Linked DNA regions of Mus musculus: region 2 is linked to region 1. A link is a contact called in public Hi-C data. All regions are on one chromosome and are shown on one strand. Each heading gives the region's core, a stretch centred on a gene start, on an enhancer-like site or on the middle of the called end of the contact. The rest is flanking DNA. Distances are from core to core; before and after follow the strand shown. Region 1 overlaps Zdhhc13 (zinc finger, DHHC domain containing 13). Region 2 overlaps Nav2 (neuron navigator 2).

What was found. Hi-C and Micro-C count contacts between places; a contact is called where the count stands out from the background.
Region 2: a contact with region 1 is called in a Hi-C map of liver, with 5 times the contacts expected there. The contact joins two enhancer-like sites. A contact is called at or near these places in 1 of 484 Hi-C or Micro-C datasets (liver) and 1 of 115 datasets of contacts at active chromatin or transcription factors (astrocytes).

Annotation. Positions count from the first base shown.
Region 1 is chr7:48,822,490-48,825,189 of GRCm38.p6, reverse strand. Zdhhc13 (zinc finger, DHHC domain containing 13) reads right to left here. Exons shown (of 17, transcript NM_028031.3): 15 at 2,463-2,620; 16 at 459-556. Among named protein-coding and RNA genes, the nearest start is that of Csrp3, 24 kb to the left of the region's middle. Within about 2 kb of position 1,404, at least 3 of the 459 cell types and tissues checked have an H3K27ac peak or open chromatin away from gene starts, as enhancers often do. A contact at or near this core is called in liver, where this site is marked.
Region 2 is chr7:49,396,449-49,399,148 of GRCm38.p6, reverse strand. Nav2 (neuron navigator 2) reads right to left here. Exons shown (of 39, transcript NM_175272.3): 4 at 994-1,066. Among named protein-coding and RNA genes, the nearest start is that of Gm51447, 41 kb to the left of the region's middle. Within about 2 kb of position 1,283, at least 111 of the 459 cell types and tissues checked have an H3K27ac peak or open chromatin away from gene starts, as enhancers often do. A contact at or near this core is called in liver, where this site is marked.

The DNA.
Region 1 (2,700 bases), core at 155-2,654:
CTCCAAATCTAAAAATGCAGCTTTTCCCTGACCCAGGTGGGCACATTACAAAGAGAATAAAAGAATTTCTGGGGCTAGAAGGCCATGCGGAAGTTCTGGCAAAGCACACTACCTGATGCTTTCTACAGAGAACCCTGAGGCTGGCTTGTCAGACACATGCCAGCTTAACTATCTCACACTGACTCCTTGCCAGCAAGACACAACCTTGTGACACTTGGTTCAACTGGAGAATCCCCATCTTGGCAAAACTTCAAAGTAACTTATATTTGCACTGAGTCCAGTGGACTGAATTCCTGACCCCATTGGGCATATGACCTTATCACTTAAAACCTAACCTTGAGGCTTCCAAGAAAAAACGGGCTCCATTCCATGAGATAGGTTAGAAAATGGGACTGGGTCAGGAAATCAGTACCTGGGAATCTTCCAAAGACTTGGTGACCAGATCAGAATTTACTTACTTGTATGGTGTTTTCCTGAGGGACAATGTCTGTTTCATGTGCCTGCTTTGCTTTAAGAGGCTGATTCTCTCATGGGAGGTTAGGCCCAGAAATGCAATCTGAAAAAGATGGAATTATAAGAATTACAACATGGATTAAGAATTATAACATCATGGCTCTACTATTCTTGAAAGCGCATTATAAGATGGTGGCAACTGTTTAGTATTCTCACCCTCAGACTTCCAGCAAAAGATCACACTGAGGACAAAGAGTCACAACCTTACCCTGTATTTTACCATGTAAATATGGCTAGACTTATTGTCTGGATTTTATTAACACTCAAGAAAGCTCTGCACATTAACTTGGAATTATAAAAATATCTTTTCACTAATTCTTGTCATGTCTTATGGCCATATTTAGATTTCAACAGAAGAACACACATTTGTTGAACAACCGAAATAGGGTCAGGTAGTATCAGTGCAATTAGCACAATTTTGAGTTCTGAGCTGTTCTTTAAAAAGGCTAATGCACCAAAGGGGACAACGCCTAAAGTCATAACTTTGAAGGGTAAGGACTAAGGTAATTAAGAAACTCTGGAATCATTATAGACCACAGTAGTTCACAGGGTTAGCTAATCTAAACCTTGGAACACCCCAAGTATCAATATCCAATTTGTATAACGGAGTTATTAGCCACCCTCCTCATACTGTGTTAAGGATCTGAGATAAATGTCTAAGACGCACGCTGAGGATCAGGAGGCGATGCAAGCTCAGTTTGCTATAATGCAGATAAAAGTATCTTAAATCACAATATTCAGGAAATCAAAGTTTTCAAAGAACTGGATTGCTTTGTTCCTTAAATAAACAATTGTGCAATTCTTGTTTGTGAAAATTATCTGAAACCTTTAGTCCACTTTTCTTCCTCAGTACAGACAGGTTTTGCTATGCAGCCCAAACTGGCCTTGAACTTCTTATTATCATGCTTTAACCTCTAGAGAGCTTGCATTTCAGGTGTTGTGACTCCATGCACACCTTAGCTATTAAGGATGTCTGAACTCATAAAGCAAGACCTTTGTTAGATGATGTTTTCTTGTCCATAAAATAGAGCTACTACTATGGTTTGTTCCCTATCTCAAGAGTGAATGATGTGTAAATGTCCTGGAAAGTGTTCTTATAAATGATAGTATCAACTGTGTGAGCACTCCCTGTGACACTGACTCTCGCTCACTACCTGAGCAGCTGTCTTCGTCAGGGTCAGTTCCTTTCCCCAGAGTCTTCTCGCCGTCCTTCTCTTGTCCTCTCACGCTTACCATTATTCCCCCAGTGGGATCTGCTCTGCTTCTGATGAATAATAGTCTAAACCCCAGTATTAATAACTTGCTAAAATGATCACTGTTGCCCATTCCACAGAGACAGCCCATAGTAACGGGACACAGGGCAGGGGAGGAAGCTCCGCAGAAAACTGAGGCTGTTATTGCCCTGTGTATGAACTTTTTCAACTGTGTTCACTTTGTCCACTGGTTAGTGACCTGTCTTTTATCTTCCCCTCTCTTGCATCTACCTAAGTGGTATATAAGGTAATAGAATCAGAAGAATTGAAGGACAGTAACTGCCTTGCGTTTGTCTAATACTTTACAGTTTATATCATGTTTTCACACATAAGAAGACAAGACCCCTGAATGGGACTGTTAGAAGGACCAAGTCTCCACTTGCTGGGTGACTCTGAGCAACTCAATTCACTTTTCTGTACCATAAAACTAAAAGGCCAGATTAGTCCATTTGTAAGTGGGGACAGTCTCAGCAATTTATTATTCTAACCTTTAAGCTGCTGGTGAGAACGGATGGACAATACTGTCCTCATCTTACAGACAAGGAAACTAATAATGAAGAGTGGGAAACGGCATGCTAGACTCACAGAGGGAGCCTTGGAGGTGGAACTGGACGCTGGTCTTCAGATTTTAAAGTCAAGTCTTTCTACACAACTATTAGTCTCTGAAAATGACATTCAGAGCCATTTGAGAAATACCTGAAAGAGTTGATTTATTAATAAAAATGTTGACCATGAGAAGTGGAAAGCTGCTAGCATGAAGATATACAGAACCCAGGGAGAACAGGCCACTATCTGATTGAGGTAGGTCCATAGTCCATCTTCCTTGAATGTTGTGGCACAATGATTTGACCAGTCTGTAAATCCACATGGGGAAAAAAAGAAAGAATTATTAACAATGGCAAAAAATATCCTCCAAGAAGATTAAAATTATATA
Region 2 (2,700 bases), core at 34-2,533, 570 kb before region 1:
AGGCATTAGCCCATGCAGGACCCATAAGGTCTGCTAACTTACCTACTCCATCTGTGGACTCCAGCTTACTGCTCTCTCAGCCCCACCCCAGCTTCCAGGGCCAACGCTCTTTTTACATCTTTTCAGAGCACACTCCTGCTATGCCAGGAGGAACAACTGCACTGCCCCGACTGCACTACCTGTTCCGGGGAAAACTGGAGGCAGGTGCAGCCTAATGAGCTGGGGAGATGCCTGGCCTATGGCAGCTTCAGAGCCGGCAGCTGCCTGTGTTTACAAACAGGGGGAGGGGGAAGGAAGGGGAGAGAGCAAGGGGGGGGGAGAGAGAGAGAGATTGAGAGAGATTGAGAGAGAGAGAGAGAGATTGAGAGATTCCAGGTGGAAGTGTTGCCTGAGGACTGAGGAGGTAGATAATTCTGGCCAGCGGGCTCCAAACTATTATCCCACCTAACAACACTCCACTAGCAGACACTGTTGATGCTAATTAGCCACCAAATCCAAGTTAATTAAAAGCTAATCGGGAGGCTAAAAGGTGGTAGTGTGTTCGCAAACCTCACTCTCTCTGTCTTCAAGAGCAAGGTGAGATGTCACCAGCAAGGACTAAGCAGTTCCCTTGGGCGCTGGATGGTTGGACTTGGTTCTGTGGTTGGATATTCTCTTTCCCACAGATAATGGCTGGTTGATAACCTGCTGCGCCACGGGACAGGGAATCAGTGTTGTTGAAGCAGGAACTTCTCTAACTGGAGCAGTGTGCTCCCATTCTCTTCCCCCACACCCTCTGTGGCATGCAGATGTGGCATGCACACAGGGCTGCATTCTTAGAGTGATCTGAGAACTGTGAGAAAGTTAGTAACGTCAACTGTGCTGGAAAGGGCACCCAGCCAGGACAGCCCACCGGCACCCCTGGTCAGGACTGCAGCAATTGACTGTTAGGTAACAGGTGGGCCTTAACAGGTGGGTATCACAAATGATGAAAAGGCGTGGGCCCTGACTCACCTTCTGCAGACAGCCCCTGGGTGTTGATTCCCTTAGCTGCCAGGAAATTCAAGCAGGCATCTATGTTTTCAATCTAGAGGGGAAAAACACAAGACACGTTTAATAACCATTCAGCTTTCTCCAGACCCACTCACGAGGAGCCAACAGCAAGCAGAATGCACTCGAATTGACCAATGAGATAGACGGGAGCGACGAGGTTAGGACTCTCAAAACGCTGTCTGTACTAGCGCAGGAAGCAGTTACTTAATATCCTAACCACACGGTGCCAAAAGTCGAGGCCTTGGACTGCTCACAGATGCCAAAAATAACCAGGGCGGAATGAGATCTCTCATCTTGATCAATGTCACCACAGTGTGATCCTCAAAGCCGGAGCAGTTGCCAGTAACACGGAGGTGGAGATGAAATTGATAGACCCACCCATCCTCCAGTTGCTGGGGGGAAATTTCCAGTCAGTAAAGAAGCAGGCAGTCAGATGTCCACATGGTGAGCGGCAGTTTCAGCAGGAACCAGGGTTTACCCACAAAATTCTCAGCCTGGCAGGAATTGCAGGTGACCACAGAGTCCCATGACCTCTGGGATGCCGCTGTCCTTTGTCCTCTCTGTGGCAAGGATAGAGCCACCAGCCGGAGTCTGGGAGGCTGCCCGTGTTTGCTAGTGTTGACACCAAGGCCAAGGGCAAATCGATGTCAGGCCTCGAACAAAAAAGCAATTAGGTCATTCCCAAAGGTCTGATTTGACTTCGGCTGTCAGGCCTAATTACTTTTTTTGTTTTAAAGGAGAATATTCTGGCTTGATGAATGTCTCTGGTGACCAAAAGTAAAAGAAACGGCTTTTAACTGGGCACAGCGACCTTTGGACATCACAGAATTTGCACTACACAGTGCCAGTTCCACCACTCCCATCCACAACTAATTCCTGTAATGGGATTTCCCAGACTCTCCAATGTTTATATGCACTCAACCCAGTATGTACGCCACGGAATTTATTCTAAATTAACAGAGGACTGCCTTTCACAATGAACATATTGTCCTTATCCCCACTCTCAGGCAATGTCTTGATGGCTCTAGCTGGCGAGAGTGTTTTAGTTTAATAGCTCCGAGCACAGCTTGGCTCTGGGCTGGTCCTCATGAATTTGATTCACCCTCCTCTATGAAGTAGACTTCATTCTGCCACTGACTTCTGGCATTCTCCCTTTCCACTCCAGCTTGTAGATCTGCTCCTACCTCCTGAGGCCTTGGGTTCCAGGAGGGTGTTAAAACATCGAACAAATTCCATGCTTTTATCATGGTCTCACTGGGAGGGTGGTCCCCACGGTGGTGGTGGCTCCCACTGTTTAACTCATTAAACAGGCCCCAGGCCACCTGACTGAAACTGTGCCATCTTAGAAGAGCCCACACAGCCTCCAGCTAGAAGTAACTCTCTGTAGGGAACCCCCTTTTTAATTTATTTGTTTATTATATGTGTATGAGTACACTGTAGCTGCCTTCAGACACACCAGAAGAGGACATTGAATCCCATTACAGATGGTTGTGAGTCACTATGTGGTTGCTGGGAATGAATTGAACTCAGGACCTCTGGAGGAACAGTCAGTGCTCTTAATTGCTGAGCCATCTCCCCAGCCCCACCTTTGTTAAAACCCGGGTTCCCACTCCTTCCAGCCCACCTTGAAGGTCCTCCCCAGGCTGCTTTATAATCATGAGACCACTA